Regions from separate parts of the Triticum aestivum genome. Here region 2 is linked to region 1. Evidence: chromatin contacts called from public Hi-C data. All regions are on one chromosome and are shown on one strand. The core of a region is the stretch at or near the end of the contact, and the rest is flanking DNA. Distances in the headings are between cores, read along the strand shown. Region 1 holds the start of LOC123112105 (probable CCR4-associated factor 1 homolog 7). Region 2 holds the start of LOC123112107.

What was found. Hi-C and Micro-C count contacts between places; a contact is called where the count stands out from the background.
Region 2: a Hi-C map of an unstated tissue shows a contact between it and region 1, with 7 times the contacts expected there. The contact joins the promoter of LOC123112107 here to the promoter of LOC123112105 in region 1. A contact is called at or near these places in 3 of 5 Hi-C or Micro-C datasets (leaf and an unstated tissue).

What each region holds. Positions count from the first base shown.
Region 1 is chr5B:402,796,761-402,802,685 of IWGSC CS RefSeq v2.1, reverse strand. It overlaps LOC123112105 (probable CCR4-associated factor 1 homolog 7), which reads left to right and starts at 3,671. Exons shown (of 1, transcript XM_044533026.1): 1 at 3,671-4,732. The coding sequence starts at 3,853. The coding sequence ends at 4,692.
Region 2 is chr5B:403,089,693-403,095,617 of IWGSC CS RefSeq v2.1, reverse strand. LOC123112107 reads left to right here and starts at 2,586. Exons shown (of 1, transcript XM_044533028.1): 1 at 2,586-4,227. The coding sequence starts at 2,708. The coding sequence ends at 3,952.

The DNA of each region.
Region 1 (5,925 bases), core at 2,422-4,921:
TCCGGAATACATGGATTGACTGGCATGTATCCTTCTTTGCTCTTGTGTCTGTCCCTACGGGGAAATGTCATGCGGTATTCACTATAGTCCTTGTGGCTTTGCTACGACTTGGTTACACTCGTTGCTGACTGACATGTGCATTGCTAGGTTACATATGTCTGTCCCTGTATGATTGTGACACCTTGGTTTATGACTAGTCATGTCGACCTGGGTCCTCTATCATATGGATGCTAGCAACAAAATCATATACATGAGCCAAAAGACGCAAACGGTCTCGGGCAAGGTGAAGGAGGCAGTCCTGGGTTACCGTGCGTGAGGCCGTAAAGTGATATGATGTGTCATATGCTGATTAGTCTGACTTAACATTGGGGTCCCAACACTTATCCATGCACACGCTAATCGCCGAGATAATGCCCACCCCATGAGATTTAGTGGAGGCCTATCGTGAAATCTGCCTTGCCATGGATTTTAGAAAACGACTAACTTGTGGGCTTGTATGTAGCCCTTTTTTCATTCTCTAGTATTCACCTAAAGATAGGGGGCCAGGAACATTGTACGTGCAAATCCTATTTAACCACTAATATGAGATGTTCACTCGTTCATTGGGGGGGGGGGGGGGGGTAGAAAACCAAACACATAAAGAAAATATCAACTGACTCTGGACACTAAATTAATAGGATAGCATAGTAAAAACACAAAATGCTATAAAAAATAAAAAATGACATTATAATAACATTAAACAATTGAAAGTTATATATACATTGAGGCGTATCAGGCGCCAATTGTGTGTGTTTGTGGAGCTTGTTAGGGTGGAGTGCGTGCATGAGGGACTCATGGAGGTGCTATGGGATGTTTACACATGGGATAGGGTGGAGGACCCACGAGGGCGCTTATTGTCGTTCGCCCGTTCTCGGTCAGCATGCCCAAGTTGGGGTAGGTGACCGACCTGTCGATCGATGACTGCTTCCCGAACACCATGGGCACTGATGAAAGAAAGGAAGTCGGCCACACTTCCAATCATCCTGGCCACTTGAATGTGTTCCTTCGTCACCAACACCCATTCATGAGACTTACCCAACAAGCACTCAAAAACCTGGTACGTATGGTCAGCCGGTTGATTCTCATTACAGAAATGCTTGATGTGTGTTAACTAGCATGCCACAAAGAGTGCACAAGCGCATAAGAGTGACATCCAGTTTGGATCTCCCCGTCCTTCAATGCTTCAAACAACTTGTTGCTGCAGCTCGTCTCATTGGATGTTGTTGTTACAAGGACGATCTCCCGATGGAACCTTGGCCTGGACTGTGGCGAGTGGCTTAGTGATATAAAACCACTCGCGCTGCCACTCCTTGATGGTCTCTATGAAGGTGCCTTTATACCAGCCTGCCTTTTGGTTCATGCTAATCATCATGCCCCCACACTCCGAGAGTTCGGAGCCGCTTGATCTCGGCTTGACGCCAAAGACCTTCAGCTACAGTCTGAAGTGCGGCTTGATGCGGAGGAAGGCCTCGCAGACGGTGATGAAGAAGGCGAGGTGAAGAATGGAGTTCGGGGCTAGATGTTGAAAATCTAGCCCATAGAAGAACATGATCCCACGCACGAAAGGGTGCAACGGGAACCTCAGACCTCTGATGAGGTGGGGGATGAAAACAACCCTCTCCCAGAGCGGGGAGCGACTACTCGCTGATTCGGGTCTGGCACTCGGGCGTTGACCTTAGTGTGGATATACCCCACACTGCGTAGCTCCAATATGGTGCCCTCCATGACGGATGAGCCACCCCAGTGTCCCTTGAGGTTGGCGTCTTCCATTGCCAGGGGCAGAGGTGGAGAAGCACTACGGGATAAAGTGAGTCCGGGATTGGATCTGGGCGCTGGAGCTCGAGAGGCAGCAGGCAGGAAGGAAGGGGAGCGTGCTTTTCTCGTTGCTATCCCTTTGCTCTTATATAGGCTGATGAAAGGCAAGAGTCCCTCCCGTCACGCCGTTGAAATCGCCATTACCCATAAAAAGATGACATGGAGAAACAAAATCTTAATGACATCCCTTATAAAACGGGCACGAGTGAGCAGTAACTGCCCGCCCACTCGTGGGTAGTGCCGCTTCGATAAAGTTGTTTTGCTAGGAGTACTATTCACACGTACGCGACATGCCTTCAAGGCTAAGTAACCTCTCACCTTCGGACGAAGAGCGAGTTCGGTTGAGCCCTGATCAAGGGATGCCATTCCTTCGAGGAGTGGTCCATGGTGGCTTTAAATAAAGGAGAATATTTCGGATTACCAATAAGGGAACTCGTTTGTCAAGCCAAGGACTTCGGATCCGGAGTTACTAAAATCAGAAAGGTCGTCACCGCGTAAAAGACCAGTTCGGGGGCTACTGACGGTGTCCTGGACTAGGGGGTGCCAACCTAGTCGGCCCATAGTCCTCACGTTGGGCCTGGAGGCCCTTATTCCCATTCAGGTGGACTCTGGAAGTTACACGCATGTACGTGATAAGACCACACCTACCGAAGACTTGGTGTATACTCTAAGACATCTCCTGCCGCCTCCATATGCGTCCCTAGGTACCGACCATGTAACCCTAGATGCCATACCTGGCGTATATATAAGCCAGAGGGTTTAGTTTGCAGAGGGGACCGAATCACAATTACATTCACCTAGCCCTAGGGTTAGATCTCTCCTTACGACCTCGAGGTATATCAAACTTGTACTCGATACATCATCATCAATATAATCAAAGCAGGACGTAGGGTATTACCTCTTTGAGAGGGCCCGAACCTTGGTAAACGTCTGTCTCTTTCGTCCCTATTATCACCAATCCGAGATCCACAGCTCGGGACCCCATACCCCGGGGTCTGCCGGTTTTGACACCGACAACGATAGAGCAATATCTGTATTTGGAGCAAAATATTGTGACGTGTGAACCAGCTCCTTTGACGTTGGTTTAATATCCTGGTTCAATATAATCTATCTTGCTCTTACTTTCATGATAGTTGTTGATTGACATGGGAACTAAATTAACATGGCCTAGAGCTAATTTATTTTGTGTCTGGCGGCGTTCCATTTTTGCTACCATGACATTTTTTTCTTCCATGGCAAACATGTTTCATTGCCTTGGTTGTATTTTTCTGCAGCGACGATCCGTTTTTACTTCCACGGGATCCTTTTCTTTCCCAAGAGTTTGTTTTCATTGCCATGGTGTATTTTTTTCACCACGCCTGCCTATTTTTAGTTTTTTCACGTCAACCTATTTTTACTCGGATGTCAATGCATGAAGAAAAGAAAAAGCTAAAGGAAAGCATAGAGAAACGAAGACTTGCAATCACCAACCCCAAGTCAAAGAAAGCCCTCTTCATTAGAAGAAGCAAAACAAAACGAAATTGTTCATCCACACTTGCCCTTGTTTTCCTTGCTGGTTCCTTCCAATCCAGCCCTTACCTGACGTGCCGTCCTCACCACCACACAAAAATTGGCCCCGCGAGCCCCACCGGGCAGCCACCCAGGAAGGCGCGCCCCTCCTCGCCGGCAATCATGCCACGGGGCCCACCATTTGCGGGTCCCGCCACGTGGCACCAATCCGACCCGGGCGGCGCACGTCACCCACTTTCCCCATTCGCGTCGCGTTCCCCCCTCCCCTCTTCTTCCCTCGAATCCCCAATCCCACGCTCCTCCCCCCTCCCCTCCCCTGGATCTCCTCATCCCGCCCCGCCCCGCCCCCGCCTCCCCGCCCACGGGAGCCACCGCCCCTCGCCGCTCGCCCGTGGGCCCCGCCGCCTCCCGCTCCGCCGCACCACCCAGCTCCGACGCTTCCAGGAAGGAGAGGGGAGGACAGCTCGAATCTTTGATGCCCGGTAGCCGATGGCGACGCCGACCGTAGAGAAGCCCGACGGGGTGGAGATCCGCGAGGTGTGGGCGGAGAACCTCGAGGCCGAGTTCGCCGTGATCCGGGAGATCGTCGACGACTACCCCTACGTCGCCATGGACACCGAGTTCCCCGGCGTCGTCTGCCGCCCGCTCGGCACCTTCAAGTCCAACGCCGACTTCAACTACGCCACGCTCAAGGCCAACGTCGACATGCTCAAGCTCATCCAGCTCGGCCTCACCTTCTCCGACGAGCGCGGCGGCCTCCCCGCCCTCGGCCCGGACGGCCGCCCCTGCGTCTGGCAGTTCAACTTCCGGGGCTTCGACCCGCGCACCGACGTCGCCGCCGCGGACTCCATCGACCTGCTGCGCCGCAGCGGGATCGACTTCGCCCGCCACGCCACCGAGGGGGCCGACTCGCGCCGCTTCGCCGAGCTGCTCATGTCCTCCGGCGTCGTCCTCAACGCCGAGATCCACTGGGTCACCTTCCACAGCGGCTACGACTTCGGCTACTTGCTCAAGCTGCTCACCGGCTCCAACCTGCCGGACACCAGCTCCGGATTCTTCGACCTCATCAGGATTTACTTCCCCGTGATCTACGACATCAAACACTTGATGAGATTCTGCAATAGCCTCCACGGCGGGCTGAACAAGCTCGCTGAGCTGCTCGACGTCGAGCGGGTCGGGATCTGCCATCAGGCAGGCTCCGATTCTCTGCTCACCGCGCTCTCCTTCAACAAGCTCAAGGAGTCGTACTTCGGCGGATTAACTGAGAAATATGCTGGTGTGTTGTATGGTCTAGGCACAGAGGGCGGGGAAACCACCTCTGTTCACTGAGTAATGGATAGTTAAATAAATGATGAACTATTTATGAGAGGAAGGAGAAACCTGTCTGGTGAATGTGTGATGTCTGATTATATCCTCTTGCTTGACACCGAAAAAGGTACCACTTTTCCCTCAATTGTGATACTCCTCAATGAGTTTGTTTAGCTTAGATGACTGCGTTTTTGTTGTTTGATTTTGCGTGCTGAAGTTGATGGCATGATGAAACACCCTCTAGATACTGGTTAAAGTCCACCTATGCTGATTCTTCACACGTCCTGTAGAGTTAAACACTTGCTAGCAAAAAGAACACTTCTTTTGTCATGTACTCCCTCCGTAAAGAAATATAAGAGCGTTTGGATCACTAGAGTAGTTTTCTAAATGCTCTTATATTTCTTTACAGACGGAGTATATAGTGTTGATTGCTTACTGTTGTGTGTTCTGTTTGAGGAATCACCTACCTCCTGTCATGGGCAGGCGCATGGCTAACCATCGCAGCCAAGGACTCCAATTCTATCACTAGTTGGTTTAAGCTATCTAGTACTATTATACAGGTCCATGCTTCCATACCAATAGGGTTCTTTCTGGTGTCGAACTTACCAAGGACTGTATTATGTGAAGAGGGGCATCATTTAACCATTTATTAGGAGATTAAGCAGAGATGGCCAAAGATTTTTTTTCCCAGTCATGAGCTCAGAGTTTCTGTGTCATGGACCAGGATAAGCACAGCTGTTGTTCATATATATTGTCAGGATTCTTTTTAGTTTCATAATTACTCCCTCTGTAAAGAAATATAAGAGCGTTTGATCACTACTTAGCATTTAGCAAGGAATGTCAATAAGTCAAGAAACTTTCCCTAGACATGATTCCGAGTCTCAACATCATGTATGTACCAGGACATGATTCCGAGTCTCAACTGTCCCTAGACATGATTCTGAGTCTATTATGTCAGTAGTCTGCCTGAGGATCAGAGGATGATTTCAGATGCTGCCCTCTCTGGTAGTCTGGTCACACCCATCAACCCATCTTCTTCTTTGTTCTCCTCTCTTGTTCAGTCATAGCACTTGGGTAGTTTTGAGAGCGACCTCTTTTATTATGTTTATAAATGAACTGTTGCCTCTTATTTTGACTTTATTGAAGGAAAGTGCATCTTTTTTTTTGTTTTCTGAAAGTGACCTCTGTCATTATGCTTATAAAAGTTCCATGTGTTGGCTGTTCATTTTTGAATTTTCGTGGACTGTTTAGTTG
Region 2 (5,925 bases), core at 1,337-3,836, 290 kb before region 1:
CTTAATTACATTTTTGACCATGCCAAAATCTGGTGTCAACAGTGGGCTCAGAAGAAGAGTAGTGAAACATCTATCCTGCCACATGCTCTGCTTCTTCGGTACTAGTTGTGAGAGTTGTACTCTTCGACGAATGAATGTCTTTGATCCCCCCTTCTTGTATAGTTCCCATCCTTTAAGAAGGTCACGGAGCCCAGGTGTGAACAATGAAATTGTTTTAAACAATAAAAAATTCAAAAAATCCAACATTTTTATGGCGCAAGATGCTCATGTGTGTGATGCCCATGCAAGAAGCTCGTAGCAAAAAAGACGAATTTTGGGTATCTGAGAAACTTTTGAAAACATCAGTGTTCACACTTGATTTTGTTTTTTTACCACGAGCTCCTCAAATGTCCAAACACCCCCAAATTTTACACGAGGATCACACATTTGAGCATCTTGCACCACCAAAGATTTTTTTATTCTACTGTTCATCGTGTGTAGATGAGCACGGTCACCGAATTTAATTTTCATTCTTCTTGTAAGTCTTCTCTCTTTGTTCGTTGCCAATGGTCAAAATGGATCATCAATCAGATTAGTGGTTCGAGATATAGAAGTTCTTTCGATTCAAGAAATGAGAGAATCTTATGTCATGTTTACATATTGTATGCATATCTTGTCAGGTTGATTTGCGATGAGCAATTACTCTCCATGATTATAATGGGCACTGCAGCCCTAGTCATGTGCAAAAATAATACCCACCTCATGTCCAGTTGACAAACAAGCTCCTCGCAACTCTATTTAAGTTGACACAACTCTATTTAACTTGGTAGATGGAACACAAACTTAACTTATGAGGCTCAACCCTATTCGCCCGTTGAATAATGCCATGTACGATGGTGATGTGAACACGAGACACGAATTCATTTATTATCAAAATGAATATAATAATTTAAATTTTCTCTTGTTGGAAACAACATAAAATAAATATGAGAGGATGAGAACCCTCCTTAGCACCCAAGCCCGGTCCAAGCCAGAGTAGTGCTAGGGTGGCTAGGAGTTTCCTGTGAGTAGTGAATTGGTAAGTTTGATGAGATCACCCTTCATTAGATTGTTGCCATTGTCAATATGCTCAAAATCCTCGGCGTTTTTAGCATGAGCAAGCTCAACCTCTTATTTTGAAACCATTAGCCACCACTAGATCTCTCTCAAGAGTTTATGTATATCCAGAGATCCACTTCACGAGTTTCCTTGTTATTTTGCTTTGCGTGGAGATTATATTCAAGGAGTTCCATATTCTTGTATTTCTTGATGATAAGTACTTCCGCTTTCTCATTGCACTCGTTACATTACCGAAGGGAGGCCAAGAGATCACATAATCTTTTAAAGACCTTGCCGCGCGTGGTGGCAATATCATCCTCACTTTTGCCATCCTTCGACATTGACATCCCATAATATGTTTGGAGGCATAAGAGACGAGTGAATGGAGCCTAGGGGATTAAATGAAGGATGTCCCTTCGAGTCTCTAGCCATGAGTCATCACTGGTCGGCGTTCATTCATTGAAGTAGTCAAACTCAAAGAGGGATGTGGGCTCAGACAAAGAGTAGTCAAACGTCTATCGCGCCACATGCCCTACTTCCTCACAATTAGAATTGTGGGAGGTGTACTCTTGACCAATGAAAGTCTCTGCTTCCCTATTCTTGTTTACTTCCTCTACATCCGTTTGAGCGTCAATTAATTTCGGATGGAGGGAATAGTTCCCATCTTTTAAGAAGGGCTTCTTCTTATGCGCCTTCTTCTCCTTGTTCTCACTGCCAGCAGTCAAAATGGATCATCACTCAAATTAGCGGTTTGAGATGTAGAAGTTCTTTTCGTTTTAAGAAATGAGAGAATTCGATGTCATGTTATATATTGTATGCATATCTTGTCCCTTTGATTTCCTATAAGTAGGGATGTAAGTGGCAAATAAATGGCGTCCGCAATCCCGTTTAGTTAGTTTTTGGTAGCTTGATAGTTCATTTTTCTCAAACAAATAAACAATTTTTTTGAACTATCATATCATAAGTGGACCTTAAACAGGATTAAGCGGGACCCGGTTGACATCCCTACCTATAAGACGTTACCCAACCCTACCACGTGTAAAAATAATACCCTTCTCATGTCCGGTTGACAAACAAGCTCCTCTCGACTCTAAATTAAGTTGACACATCTCTATTTAACTTGATAGATGGAACATGAACTTAACTTACGAGGCCCAACTCTATCCGCCCGTTGAATAATGCCATTGACATTCATGAACGATAGTGATATGAACACGATACACAAATTCATTCGTATCAACATGAAGATAATAATTTAAATTTTCTCTTGTTGGAAAAAAGATAAAACGAGGACGAGAGGATGAGAAACCTCCTCAGCATCCAAGCCCGGTCCAAGCCAGAGTAGTCGCAGCATACTGGCAACTGGCACGGTCGCGCGGCCCCACACCCAGCTGGGTCCAACGTGTCCGGGTCCCACCACGCCGGAGTCCCATCACCGCCCCGTAACCCCACCGCGCCAGAGTTATATTTACCTCCCGCCTCGCGGCCTAGCCGGTCCAGTCCAACCCCCAGTCTGGCAGTCTCCCCTCCCTCTCCCAAATCGAAGCGAGAAATTCCCCAAAAAGCTACCCCATTTCCGTCCCAGCCGAGGCACCGGCGCCGCAGCCGCAGCCGTGCCCGCGCCCGCGCGATGCCAAACGCGATCCCGGCCTTCTTCCGCGCCTCGCCGGCCGCGGCGTCGGGCTCCGGCGCCGGGGCGGGGCCCAGCCTCGCCACCTCCGTCTACGAGACCCGCCTCGGCCTTGCGGCGCTCTCCTGGTCGCGCGCCGCGTTCGGCCTCAGCCTCCGGGCCGTGCTCCGCGTCGGGGCGCTCGCCTCTTCATCCTCGGCCTCCGACTACGGCTGCTACGACGACGGCCCGGAGTTCGACGAGGAGGCCACCATCGCCGTGCGCGTCCGGCCCTGGCTCTTCTGGCGGCGCCGGGGGTCCAAGCGTTTCCACGTGCACGACCGCCGGATCGACCTGGCCTGGGACCTCACCCGCGCGCGGTTCGCCTCCCCCGGCTCGCCCGAGCCGTCGTCCGGGTATTTCGTCGCCGTCGTGGTCGACGGCGAGATGGCGGTCGTGGCCGGGGACATGACGGAGGAGGCGTACCGGAAGACGAAGGCCCAGCGGCCGACGGGCCCCGGTCATGTCCTCATCTCCCGGCGCGAGCACGTCTCCATGCGCGACGGAGGGCATGGCCGCGGGCACAAGACCTGCGTCAAAGTCCGCGGCAAGGAGCGGGAGATCTCGCTGGATCTCGTCTCGCGCGGGCACGGCAAGGATAGGGAAATGGACAAGGAGAAGGACAAGGCCGAGGTCGGCCTGTCGGTCTCCGTGGACGGCGAGCGCGTCCTCCACATCCGCCGCCTGCGCTGGAAGTTCCGCGGGAGCGAGAAGGTTGACCTCGGCGGCGGCGACCGGGTCCAGGTCTCCTGGGACCTCCACAACTGGCTCTTCTCCGCGCGCGAGCCGGCCCTCACAGACGCCGCCTCCGTCCTCGCCGCGGCGTCCCCGCCCGCGCACGCCGTGTTCGTCTTCCGATTTGAGCTCGGCGACACCGCCGGCGGCGAAGAGCGCGACTCCGCAGAGGCCAAGGAGAAGGAGCTGCTCGACAAGGCAAGAAGAGGCGGCGCCGGCGTCTTGTCAGGCTACCTAGGGAGATGGGGCAGAGGGGACTGGAGCGAGACCAGCAGCAATGGGGAGAACCGGAGGAAGAGGGGGCAGGCGCGGAGGCTGGCCAAGGCAAGCTCATCGTCGTCGGCATCCATTGCGTCCTCCTCGGCCTCGTGGGCGAGCAGCTCGACGGTCATGGACTGGGCCAGCCCCGAGGAGGCCGAGCTGCACCGCGGCGATGGCTTCTCGCTCCTCGTCTACGCCTGGAAGAGCTAGTAATGGCTGCCACGACGGCGTCGGCAGAAGCAGCTGGCCGGCGGCATTGTTACATTTGATGATTGGTTCTTCATTCAGCGGGAGCTTCCCTCCCGATTGTTGTAAGTTGCAGTTGTTCTCCGAGCAATGTTCGTGTGCAGTTTTGAGTGCTCGGTTGACCAAAAAATTGTTCATTACATCAATAGCTAAGGATTTTCAACAGCTAGATGAACCATATTACGACCTTTGTTCCGTCAAATTCAAAATTTAGGTGGCATATTGCTGGATTCTGTTAATCATTTCTCCGGCCCGGTTGGTCGATTAGGTATGACACTGCGGACTTTGAAAACGATCTTCTTAATCCAGTGATGATTAGACCAAGTAGTGGTTACATGTCTTCACTCAGAATAATTTGCAGCTACGCTTAGGGGCTTCCATTCCATGTCTCCCATGCCACCACTAGCTGAAAAGGGATATATATAGAGAGAGAGCATATGATCTGACTGTTATCAGAAGCCAACAAATTCAATCCCCAATCATGGGGTGATAGGTGACAAGAGCCGGGCTGTTTAGATTGAGACATCTACATGCTGGTGCTCCGCTGGATCGCCATTGCTGCTTGTCCCCTTTGCTAATTATTTTTTTGAGGGAGAGAGCCTTGCTAATTAGTTGGAGCTGGTGGTTATGGTTTTGGCTTAAACAACGACAATGCTGTGGGTGGGGGGCTTGGCTTGGCTAATGAGTGCTGCAGCAAAACAAGGTGCCGCATACGCAACTCTTGGTGTGCTGTCATGGAGCATTAACATACCAAGGGGCCATATGAATATGATGTGTTCTCAAATGCTCTTGCATGGTGGAAGAGGTTGGGGTTTTCTTAATTAGAATGTTCTGCGTCGGGGTCGGGTCCCTACTCTTCTTTAGAAAGGAAAAAAAATCCCAATCATCACCATTTCTTTCAGTGATGTGCAGTAGTTGCAAAATTCCTAATCATCGCCATTCTTTCAGTGATGTGCAGTAGACCCTAAGATCTTAACTAATGTGTTCTTGTCGACCATTCTCCAGTTTAAAAAGCCGATTTTTTGTCGAAACAGACCACCTGCTCACTGGAATTGCCAAAAAAGACCCCTCTGAGACAAATTAACAAAAAAGACCCCCTCGACCGTGGCGGACAAATTAACAAAAAAGACCCCCTCGACCGTGGCGGCAGGCGCGGCAGGTGACATGTGGCACCTGCCGCCACGGCGCCAGGCGGCAGAGCCTGCCGCCACCACTGCAGGCGGCAAGTGCGGAATAACCGGATCAGCGACGTGCAACGGAACGGGCTGGGCAGGTGGGCCCAGCCGCCTGGGCGCGAGGCGCGGCGGTAGGCCCTGCCGCCACTGCGGGAGGCGGCCGCACTGTGCGTGCGTCATTTCGTCGTCTTTTAATCCCTGCTGCGAGCTGACTCTTTTGTTTTCACCATAGTACAGGTTTCACCATATGCATATATACACACTCGTTCTTCTTTGTGGACTGCTGCTGCTGCGCGCTGGCCAATAGCGGTACTGTGGCAGACGGCGCCGATTTCGAGCTGGCAAAATCCCTGCTGCATAATATAGTAATTAAGAAAAAGTTAGTAATGTTATTGGTCATTGCTTGATTAAATGCACTGTTATTTCATGATTAAGTTAGTAAGCGTACGTAGTAATTTTTTATCTCGCAAAAATGTAAGTTTTGTATATTAAGATTAGATGCTAATATCCTTAATGATGTATGTAATAGGTTAAAAAAGTATCATCTAAGTAGCAAACAAAGAGGAGGTGAAGTGATTGAAGAAATTGTGTTTTGATCTTCGATGTCCCTTTTTAGGTGATGACCACATACATGCAAGTGCTATTTTGATACTTTTGATAGCAGAAAAAACTCGCATTCTTCATTTTTCTCGGCCTAATACACTGATCCGAGCAAGGTAAAAACTCATACCGATTGAAAAAACTGTGACACACTAAGCGCAG